3 separate regions of the Zea mays genome follow, and regions 1 and 3 are each linked to region 2. Evidence: chromatin contacts called from public Hi-C data. All regions are on one chromosome and are shown on one strand. Each heading gives the region's core, a stretch centred on a gene start, on an enhancer-like site or on the middle of the called end of the contact. The rest is flanking DNA. Distances are from core to core; before and after follow the strand shown.

The links. Hi-C and Micro-C count contacts between places; a contact is called where the count stands out from the background.
Region 1: a Hi-C map of tassel shows a contact between it and region 2, with 3 times the contacts expected there. The contact joins the promoter of LOC100383433 here to the promoter of LOC100192820 in region 2. A contact is called at or near these places in 3 of 25 Hi-C or Micro-C datasets (ear, leaf and tassel).
Region 3: a Hi-C map of tassel shows a contact between it and region 2, with 2.6 times the contacts expected there. The contact joins the promoter of LOC100273175 here to the promoter of LOC100192820 in region 2. A contact is called at or near these places in 3 of 25 Hi-C or Micro-C datasets (ear, endosperm and tassel).

Annotation. Positions count from the first base shown.
Region 1 is chr9:100,099,687-100,103,826 of Zm-B73-REFERENCE-NAM-5.0, reverse strand. LOC100383433 (Phox (PX) domain-containing protein) reads right to left here and starts at 2,251. Exons shown (of 10, transcript NM_001176083.1): 1 at 1,914-2,251; 2 at 790-918; 3 at 1-17. The coding sequence starts at 2,033.
Region 2 is chr9:100,743,396-100,747,128 of Zm-B73-REFERENCE-NAM-5.0, reverse strand. LOC100192820 reads right to left here and starts at 1,902. Exons shown (of 8, transcript NM_001138011.1): 1 at 1,630-1,902. The coding sequence starts at 1,777.
Region 3 is chr9:101,546,755-101,550,794 of Zm-B73-REFERENCE-NAM-5.0, reverse strand. LOC100273175 reads right to left here and starts at 2,673. Exons shown (of 4, transcript NM_001147620.1): 1 at 2,400-2,673; 2 at 1,120-1,377; 3 at 666-869; 4 at 1-341. The coding sequence starts at 2,660. The coding sequence ends at 174.

The DNA of each region.
Region 1 (4,140 bases), core at 1,002-3,501, 640 kb after region 2:
ACATGTATCCTGTAAAACTGTCCTTTATGGGCATTAAATTTAGATACAGGAAAACAATAATGGCAAAGTTTACATAATTCAAAACCAAGATCCCATGATACAATGATGAGTGCTTTTTTTCCTGTGATTGCAACTAATCCCATTACTCACAAAAAAAGAATGACGGAACATGCAATACATTGGTATTCCAAAATATAGTTGATAACATTAAGATGTCTAAACACTATAAATGAAGATGTCCTTAAAAGAAAATTTTTATTTTTTGGGCGTCATAAATGTGGAATAGTTTTTTTTTGTCCATTTTCTATTTGTTGTAGGTACATAAAAAATTATTTGTTGTATAACAAGGAGAATACCTGAAACACTGCATTTTCCAATTGGCATATGTTATGCAACTAAAATGAATGTATTCAAGTAATCGATGGGATAGATAGACAAAGCTGCGAAAGGGCCTCTAGCTGAGTTGGCTAGGTGGTCTAAGTAGCACTCCTCAGGTCCTAGGTTCGACTCCCCGTGGGAGCGAATTTCAGGCTGTGGTTAAAAAAAAATCATCTCGTCTGTCCCACGCCAAGGCACAGGTCTAAGGCTAAGCCCCGGTCGTGGTTGTTCTCACATGGGCTTCGGAGCCGCTATGTATGGGTGGGTAGAGGTTCAGGGGTTTTCTCGACCTGTGTGAGAAGGTCTTCTTCTTAAAAAAAATACCTGGGGGCTGTCTTACCCCCCGCAGGTCGAGTTTTTTTAGATAGACAAAGGTGGGAGAAATAAAAAAAGCATAAAAATAACACTTACAACGACAGATTTCAAAAAGCTATCGGCTGTGACACCAGTTTCAGGTGTTTGGGTGATCCAAGAAGGCATCATCACACAGTAACTCCAACCTGTTTGAGGGTTGTGTGGCCATATGGTGTTCCTTCCCTCCTGTATGCAGTCAATAAGCAATGAGCCTGTGAGATGTATTGACCAATGGATAGTTTCAGAGTTGTGTGGAAACAAATACTACAGTGAGTAGATGAAATGTTTCTTGTTAGAACACGGGCAGCTTTTCATGGAAATTCTGCCACATATGCATGCATCAGTGAATTTTGCCCAATAGGCATGCAGAATTATTTCAGGCAGAAGTAGTGACCATTGGGACAGCATTGGAAGAAATTAAAATGATAACACGAAAAGGATCAAAACATCAAGCAGCTAAATTACAACTGGCACCTATATTCCAGGTAAGCAAAGCTACACTCAAGACTCCACAGAAGAGAAGACACAAGACACCTACTTATTAACAAGGCAATCAATATTTTGAAGCTGGGTACATCTGATTTTTTTCAAGACCACTCAGCAGAAGTACACCATGAAACTCATAATCAACTCCTTGCAAGAGAAACATAATACAAAATCCTAGTAAAGTGAACAAGAAAAATGGAATCGACTCATCCAATCCCACTGTGTAAACTAACGTGTCAAGTCCCTATTCTACTGTTTGCCAGTTAAACAGGAGAAATCTAACACCCTAATCGAAGGAAAGCTCTAAGTTACTGAATCAGCAACCATGCACAACGGGTCGCTCTACTTTGGCGAATTTTACTGCAGATCCTAACGCACACATTTGATACCTGGACCCAATACTAGCACGCGCTACTCAGCTGCAGCAAAATCCAGGTCGAAAACGCCTGCCCACGATCGACAACCCCCAATACACTAAAACACATCTACGTCCCCAGAACGGACTGAACCAGCATCAAATCTAGCCCTTGAGGTGGGATCGCCGGTCTCCCCAGCAGGTAGCAACGTAGCTGGCGGGGCACGCATCTGCCTCCGAGATCATAGCGGTGCATGGATCAAGACGAGCCGGACGGTGCACCTCGACGGGGTTGGGTAGTAGAGATGCGAGAGGGGGGTCGCGGGCGGCGGGCGCTTACCCATCTCTTCGGGGGAGGGCTCCAGTCCATGCCGAGAGGCAGCGGCGAGGTACCGTCGTGGCGGTGCTTCGGAGGGCTCGGCGCCTTCCTGCGCGATCCCGCCGCCGCCGACGTTGCCATCGCCGCCGGTCCGACGTCACCCGCGGGGCACGGTGGTGGTGGGATCGGGGCGGACGAATCTGCCAAGGCGTCGCGCCGACGATTCTAGTCTCCCTACTACTGGGCTGGAAATTAGAGGGAAGCGAGGGGAGCTGAGGCGGACGCGGTGGCGGTCGGGCGGACGCTCCCGCGGTCGCATCAAACTGTCAACGCCAGGCAAGGCAGCGACCGCCCTTGGCCGTCCCCTGCCACGGTTGGTTCCGCCGCGGTGGTGCAGAAATTTGGATTTTCTTCTACAAGGCGCTTCGCATTTTGAGAGATTCTGATATTTGTCATCAGCAACAAACAGGTTTGTAAAATTGCCATCAGATCCACATTTCATAGACACAGCTGGACCCACAATTCATAGACACAGTGGTAATTATAACAAGAAGACAACGTTGTGAGTGGCAAAAATCCAATTATATTCTATTGGTATACTAACTTCGTAGAAATAGAATTCAAAATATATTCTATTTTTCTATATACTCATTCCGTTATTTTTTACCGTGGGCTGAGAGCACGCGTCCACGGTGGTCTACACCGCCTCCGCTCCGGTATGTGCGATTCCTGCACTCTTTGCTCTCCCTCCCTCCTCGCTCCGCTACATCCCCCACAGTCCACACCACTCGTCTCTCCTCTGGCTAAGTTCTTATCTCTACTAACTATTAAGAGCTTAATGTAGACCACATCCGTGCCCCCGCTCCATCCTCTACATGCATGCATGCAATCCTCTGCGTTCCCGTGCGTGGCCACGCATGCAACCGGCCTCAGTCTGCATGCAATCCTCTGCTGGCGTCTGCGGCGTCCCCGTGCGTGGCCACACATGCAGCCGGTCCCAGTCTGCATGCAACCACTAAACCCACACACGAATCACGCATGCAAGTATGCAACTAAATTGGTGCATGCAACCATGCATGCAAACGCCTTCGCTCCATGCAAAGCTTGCATGTGCACAGTCGTGCAAGTATGTAAATGTGAATGTCATTTGAATCATGGTTGTTTGCTTTAAACTCACATCTGTCTAGCCAACATGACACACACATTTTTCGTTTTATAATTTATAATCAAGTATAATATAGAGTTTTATAAAAAAATAGGGGAAAATTAAAACCGGGTCGTGTTCCGGCCAACCATGATACTTTTTACGTGAGTTTGCTACCTCGATGCGCTGTATGATTTTCTTTGCGTTTAATATCAATTATAACTATGATAACTAATTTTTATTCGTTTTGTACCAAAAATATAGATTGGTCAAGTCGTTTAGTAAAACAACATATCATACATACTTGCAAATTGTTTTCACGTCATAATGAAATATATATCCATATGCAAATTAGCAAGTCAATTTTTAGAATAGTTCATAGCCATCGGTTCAGAACTTTATGCGAAAGAATGTTGGCTCTATGTCTGCTTATACGAAAGAATATTGTCTCTTCCCTTTCCTATAGGAGGGTGAAATAAGTTTTACTAGCAGCGTCGTACCGGAGGTGCCAGTAGCCTCAGTGTGCCAGTCGCTTCTCAAGATGGCCTCACTGGCAGCAAAATATTCTCTGATGAGTTGACTCGCATGCTTGACTGGGATTGTACTTTATCTCTTCTGTCAGCTAAGCTCTGGTGAATTCCTCCGGCATCAACGTTAGCACGATGGTTCGTCCAACCGAGCATGTCCCCGATTCACAAAACTATATAGTTGGGAACCTCATAGGTAGATTCATAGTAGTTAACAGTTTGCTTAAACAAACTGACGTGGTTGTTTGATCTACGCAAAAGATGGCACTGGTTGTTGGTTTTAATAGTGAAATGTCATCCTAACCATTTAACTAGCTATGTCCAACATATTATGTATTTATTTCTCTAAATATTGTCACCTGCTCTCTAATACAAATTACATGGTTGCCTCACTATCCGTTTACAAAAAACTTTTCGGGGGTAAAACCAAACTGAAATTCGGCGATGGCTTGCCCCCTTGCAATCGATCTTCTACCTTTCAGTTTCTCCTCCTTAGCGTGGCTTTGCATCAATCTATGCAGAGAATTAAAGCATATAATGTCTCCTCCGATCTTGAGAATTTTTTTGGATGGCCTAA
Region 2 (3,733 bases), core at 653-3,152:
AAGCATCATCATCATCTCATTCGAAATCCAGACGAATAAAATAACTTCTTAGGAAGCTGGTCTAGCTAGTTCCCAAAACCATCCAGGTTATAGATTTTCCAACTTTTGTCAAATGCAAGATCAGATTGCACCACCTATCATCGAGCTAATGGAAAACATATATGGATCACCTAGTTTTGCGTTCGAGCCAAGAGCTAGGGGGAGCTGAACGGATTGAGTCAAGAGTTTCATTCTCCATGGATCTCTCTCTAATTCTTTTGTCATCAAACCAGTCCACTAGTTGACGCCGTGACTCTTGTAAACAAAAAAAAAGTAATAATAATAAACATACACATGTAATGAAGAAAAATAAGTTACACCGTACCAATGCACGTAGCTTCATCAACTCATGGATTTAATTTATGAGACATAGAAGGTTGAATAATAACTCATGCATGCCGCTAGAAATAAACACCATTAATAACTATAGCTCCGTCCGTTACAGATACGGAGCTGGAATTAACTACACTTTCTCATATAAAGCTAGACCGCCCATGACTGAAGCCCCAACACAATTCCTATGCTCAAAACTGTTTTGGAGAAACAATGGCGCCCAAGCGAACCACCTTCAGTGTTGTCCTCCTGATCGCCATCGCCGTGGCCGTGGCGTCCATGCTGTCCGCGCATGCCACTCGCACCCTGCGGCAGGAGGACGTGAACCTACCGGTGCGTGTGGCCTCTTCTTCTTCGCCGACGACGTGCGTCACCTTCTTCGACGACGCCCCGGCAGAAGAGATGGAGGCGGACGGTCCTAGTCCTGCGGCGCCCGGGCCTGACGATGCGTGGAACTACGATGATGATAAAACACCTATAACGGGACCATTATTATTATAGACAGTCACTCTTTTATCATATAGTTTTGACAGCGACGAACACGGCCGGGTGTGTCCAGCATATATGAACTGGTGCTGTATTTGTTATATGCTGCGTCAACCATGTAAGCTAGCGTTCAAATAAATGTCGAGCACACGACCACACGTGATCATTCAACATCAACAAAATGGGGGACTCTCAGCATTGTCAACTGAGCCAAGAAGGAATCCACCACCCAAAATCCCTGCCAGAGAGCACCAAACAACAATGATTCACTGACTACTAATTCACAGCATTTTTTCAATAAAAACACAAGGTTTGGTTTTTATGTGCTCTTCGTCACATGAACTAATTTGCACGCATATCTAATTCTAAGCATACTCCAACCAGGCTAATTGCTTCATGCTTGTGCACCACTTCCACACATCCCAGACCTTTTTAGATAATGGAATAATTATCTTAGCATCTGTATCACAAGATGAACATAGCCAAACCTAGATGCAAGGAAAATGATAGCGCATAATAGATTATTAAGCAAATAAAATCGTCAGCAAATACAAGCCACTGTAACGCTCCAATTTCCAACTGTATCGTTTGTGTCAAAACGGCCAGATTAAACATACATGCCCAAACATCGTCCATACCGCAATACTGATATTTTCCTCGCTCAACATCATTCGAGACACGAAAACAAAATACAGTAATACTAATACCATCAACGCAATGATGAGCTTTTTTTAGTAAAAAAAAAGAGGGTTTGAGCAAGAAGCTGCTTACTGTCGAGGTCGGGAATGCCCGAGGAGACGAAAGAAGCACCGTTCGGGCCAATCTTAACGCCAGCAGAGCCGGATGAGGACGCCACCAGTTTAGATGTGGCGCGGGAGAAGCTGCTCCGGCCAAGGGTTCGGCCACCGGCGGCGGACATGATGGCGGCTGCGATGGATTCTTGGAGAGGTTTCGGATTCGTTTCTTCTTTGTCGTCCTTGGCCCTACTTGCGGTAGACGCGTAGGGCCTGATACGGCCAATTTTGCAAGTTAGTTTTGGGCCAAATCCATTTAGGTCCTGTTTAGTTGGCCCTTTAGGGCTATTTGTCCTTCTAAATGCTAGAAGCTCGACGACCAGAAGCTGTTTTCAGAAGTTACTCTTTTAGAAGTCCCTTTTTAGCTATAAAAAAAGAAGTCCCTTTTTAAGTACATGTTTTTAGCTTTCTAATTTTTTAAATGAGTGAAACAAAGAAATATTCCACATTTGTTTTAATAGAGATAAAGACAAAGATTTACACTTGTTTGAATCAAACAAGTTTTAGCATTCTCATAACTTACACCTACAACAACTTTTTATAGCTTATAGTTATAGTTTTTCTTTCACCGCCACGACTTAACAAAATAGCCCTTATACAATGAGCAGACAAAGTGCTAACGCCAAACTCATCTCAACCCAATCACTATATATAAATATTTGATATATTTTTAGAATAAATAGACAAATAGAGCACGCTTGACCAGAGCATGGTAACATAGATTTTCCAACTTTGTCAAATGCAAGATTAGATTGCTTTGCAACTATTTTGGATCCTAGAAAAAAACTTGATGGGTTACAAACTGCTTTAGAAGGAATTGGCGACTTGCTAGATATGGACTATTCATATGCTTTCAATCATGTGAAAGATGAATTATTTCGTGTTTTTGGCTTTTATTATAACAAATATGGTGAAAGTGATGTTGCAGGAACAACGACTGAACATGACATAGAACATTCAGATAGTTCTTTGACAGCTCACTTATGGAAGAGATCTAAGGGGAAAGAATCTGCTAACTCTACAACAAATCAAAGGTGGAATCCTAATGCTGAATTGAATCATTATCTATCTACTAACTTTGCAGCGACTGATCGCACCTTGAAGGGTGATAAGGTAAAATTACTTGATGGTGGAGGGAACACAAGTATAGTTTTCCAGTATTATCTCATTTTGCTAGAGATATTCTTCTTGTTCCTGTTTCGACGGTTTCCTCTGAAGCAACATTTAGCACAGTGGGTAGAATTATTGAAGAAAGGAGGTCCTCTCTTTCACCTGAGACAGTGGAGGCCATTACCTGCCTTAAGGATTGGAAAAGAGCATATGATAGAAAGCAACATCAACTTGAAGATCCTGAGGTTGAACAAGCTTTTGCTGATTTCAGCCATGATTAGTGTTACTTTTATCTAGTTCATGTGGACTGTTATTGTAATATGGACTGGACATTAAAATTTTTTCCGATCTGTACTCTTTTCCTTACAGAGGGAGCCCCACACTGGGTTGTAAGGTTTTTAACGAGGCAGATCGAGGAATAAAAAACATTTTCCCTCTAAAATTTGTTTGTGTTGTCTAATTTATTGTAACTGTTTATTTAAATAAATGACTTGTTTATGTATTTTAACTGTTTTTAATTGGACTGTTGTTTATGTTGCCTGAGAGGTTTGGACTTGTTTCTGTATCTGACCTAGTCATATGATGATTAATTGCGGGCCGGGTCTGGGCCAGCACAGCCCAATGTAAGCCCGTCGTGCTTTAGAGCCGTGTTGAGCCTACGTTTTAGGAGGTCAGCACGTTTTGGCCCGGCTCGAAAGAAATTTATGCTAGCACGACCCAAAGTATTTAAGCCTAAAGCACGATGGCCCGGCCCGGCCTAACTTGCAGGACTAGCTGGACGGATTGAGTCAACGAGTTGTTTCCTCCGTAGATCCCTACTGAGTGCTAGTTGGCGTCGTTACTCTTATGAACAAAAAAAGTAGGAACAATTGGATCTATACCATTAAAAGATCCAAACTTTAGATATATACCATGGACCCCACATGTCATTGACTCATGTGGACCCACATGTAAGTGAGATAGTAATGGTA
Region 3 (4,040 bases), core at 1,424-3,923, 800 kb before region 2:
CACAATAACTTTTTTCCCAGTCCAACCAAACAGACGCTTAGATTGTTTTAAGCTCATGTAGTTCAAAACGAGCGGAGATCCATGGATACAATAGATCCGCATTGGACTACAATATGAGAACAACAACAAAACTGGTGATATACTCTTCAGGTCAGGAGGATTTGCGGGCTCGCTCATGCCGTTTTTGGCACTGGGGCAGCTTCTGTTTGAGACAATGTTACAGACCGCAATGGCGGTTTTGGCACTGGGGCAGCTTCTGTCTGAGACAATGTTACAGACCGTAGTAGCTCCAGTGAGCTGGATAGCCCAAGGAAATGCGAAAGGATCGTGTTGGCTGAAGCCTGTAGATGATAGGAATAAAATGGCAAGAAAACGATGAGCGTTCTTGTATCAGTAATAAAGTATCGGGACTGCAACAAATGCCAAACAAACATAGCAATACCAATTGGATTAACATAAATCGAATTTTAAAAACTAATGGAGGCCTAGAGCCTTATTTCTGATGAGAACTAGGCATCTAAACCCATGTTATAATGTTCATGTGAAGATAATCTATGCCTGACTACACAGAACAAACTTCCCCATTCGAAAAAAAGGGCACGAAACACCCACACAAGCTATTCTTTACAGTAAATTAAACACACATGGCAAAAACAGCGGCATACCTGAACAAGGAAGATATCTAAAGCAAGAACGGGACTCTGTCCAGGTGGTATCCCCTGGTAGTAGGGCACTAATGAGGTAGTCAGTGCCTTGCCTACCAAAGCACCTACAGTTGCCTGCAGGCCCAGAACTGCAGCAGCCATTCCAACAACGTTAAGCACGATACTGTTTCTCAGATTATTGACCACATCGGCACGTGGAGGAGCCTGAAAGAGGAGAAAACGATTTTAGTTCTTTTTTTTTTTTGTCTCGGAAGCGTGTCCAGAGCATTTTAGCAAGAGCACCACACAGAAGTAAGATAACAGAATTGTGTAGAAGTTTTCACACGAAGCGGCTGTAAACAGGTGGAAGATGGTGCTAATACCATAGGCTACACAACAGAACCATTTTGTTCCATAGAGAAAAAAAAAGAAAATGATGCTGCAGCCCTACAACTATTCTAAGCGATAGAAGTACCTTAGAAGGATCGTTTGCTGTTCTCTTAAGCCTTTCAGAAAGGCGGATGTAACCAAATGACCGGAAGACGCAGATGAAGGCCACGACGATGCCAACCGCAGTCGCACTGAATGTGAAGGGAGCTGTTACATTCCCTGTAGCGACCGCAGAGAACGACAGGATCCCGGCCGAAACGACCGTACACACCAACTGGGACCAGAACCCCAGGGTGCCCACATTCTTGAAATGCCGTGCTGTTTTCTCTAGCTTTTTGCTAACCTGCAAAAGAAAGGTAATCACTGATTGGCTATATACTTGAGAATCATAGCGTGCTTAGTAAATGTACGTTGGGGGGGACACGAGTGTTGGAATCGTAGCATGCATGCTGGGAGCAGGAGTTCTGGAAGTCCCCAGTAACTATATGATGGAGGAAAATAGCTTACGTGCATGACAATCTAGAAAGACCACCATGTTAAAGTTTACTTAGGAAACTACTCTGTTAAAGTTTGACAATTTAACCAAGTCGCTCTATGCTAACAGTCGAGTGACAGAAGACGGTACCTCCTAGCTAACACGAGTGTTGGACTGTTGGTAGATCCCAGTACCTAGGTGATGGAGAAAAATAGCTGGGGTGCCTAAAAATTTAGAAAGGTAACCGTGTTGAAGTTTATCTAGGAAACACAACTCTCTTGAAGTTGAAGGTCACCATGTCGAAGTTTATTTAGGAAACAACTCTCTTGAAGCTTGACAATTTAACCAAGTTACTATAGGATAAGAGTCAAGTAACACAAGGTAGCACCTCTAGCTAACACATGGATATTGGCAAATGTTACAGTAAGTCAGTAACACAACTTCAGAAATCATGAACAAAAGATATCACAGTTTACATGAGATTTTGGTAGAACTAATAAATGTGGTTTCTGAATATGGTAAAACTAAACGATATCACACCTCTTCTGATAAATGGACTAAGGCAATGTATCAAGGATGACAAATATGGTTAATACTGATCGAATGCTAAGCAGCTAAGGTGTGCCACTTCATTCAATCACACCAGACCACAGAAGGCATTTGGTTGCTTCTGTCTTCCTCCAAAGGAGTAGCAGAATAAGAAACTACCACGGCATTGCTTACATTTTCTTTCCTTGCGCATTCGCTGATGTGCTCTACTAGCTCACTCAAATAGTCAAAATACTGGAGAACCTCGTCGCCCAATTGGCAGAAACAACGAGCACGTGGTTGCAAGAATCTCAATCTCCAGACTCCAGGACGCTTGACTAACACTCTATGGCTGTCCTTACCTGAGCCAGCTTGGCGCGTTCGGCCTCGGCCTCCGCGGAGAGAGGGCTGGGGTCAGGAGGACCGGATGCCGCCGCCCCAGCCTCTGGAGCCGCGGCGGCGAGGTGGCGCGGCAAAGAGATTCGGCCGGCGGAATAGAATGAGGTACCACCGACAGCAGCCCCACGACTGGGAGCGGAGAAGTGGGGCTTCGGCGCCGGCCGCCGCCTCAGCGTCGGGAGGGGCGGCCTTGGTGGCGCCGGGGAGAGGTGGAGCGACCGCATTTTGTGATTTGTGTTGTGTGGCGTTCGGGCGGTTACCGGTCACGCGGGTTTTCCACTCATTCTTTGCTTGGGTAGTGCGGGTTACAAAAAGATTCGACGATTAAGGACATTTTCCATATATATATATATATATATATATATATATATATATATATATATATATATATATATTGTAAGGACTTGTTTGAAAATTTAAATTTTTTTCAGGATTCTTGGGAAGGATTCTTAGATTAAGTAAAAAATTAGCTCATTTTTTACTCAAACCCTGAGAATCTATAAGAGGATTTAAGTTTTTAAACTAGCCATAAGCCCATAACAGTACCTCTCCGTTTAGATGTCAATATTGAAGGACATAAAATTGAATTGAGTTCTATACCGAATCAGTCATAGTATTGAAATAAAATGTAATTTCAATTCTATTGTTTAGATGTCACTGAATTGAAATTTAGAATGGTCTAATTCCACTCAATTTTAAGGGGTGATGCTTTGTATCGAGAGAGAGTTTCTAGTCCAAATCCAGAGAATTGGTCTCTGATTTCGAATCTCAATTCTATGTGCAACCAAATAATAGAATTAAAAAAACTGATTCTAATTTTCAATTTTGTGTTCCAATATCTACGTCTAAACGGGGCTATACAAATTTAGGTCCAAAAAGTTCATAATTTGGAGAGGAAAAGAACACACTGAATCATGTGAAGCTTTTAGCAGTGAAAGAAGAAATTTCAGAATGAAAAAAATGCGACGACCTTGGCTATCAAACTATATATCAGAACTTCACAGAATCTGTTGTTTATAATATGCTTTTCAGAACGGAAATAAGAAATAGTTTCCCCAAGCTAGGATTCTAGGTATTAGAAGTTTTCTACAAATGACTTTACCTATACAGGTACGTGATTAGGAAAACAGTATGTTTCTATAATTCTATATTGTCTCCATTGAACTTGACTATTGATATCTGACCAGCAATGGTTTTTTTTCTTAAACGTATAATCACGTAACATGAAAATAGTATAAATATATATACCTCCTCCGTTTCAAAACAACTGCGCTGTTAGCATTTAAAATCTGAACCACAAAGAGAGCGTATTTAGCTTATGGATCACCTAAAGCTATCATATCTCTTATCCGATCTCATATTTTAAACTTCTCTCTATAAATAGTGTTAAATAATATCATCATCTACAGTTCCGTGTTACCTATTTTTCACACTCCACTGAAGACAGTGTTTCCATACGAAGAGTTTATATCTCCTGTCACATCACGTCCTATTAACTATCGATCATGCTATTGATCATTGTCATCTTTTAACTATCCAACGTGAACCAACGTTTGTAGCCTCTTCTCTTGTACACCTCCAACGGGATTCGATTTATCTCTGAT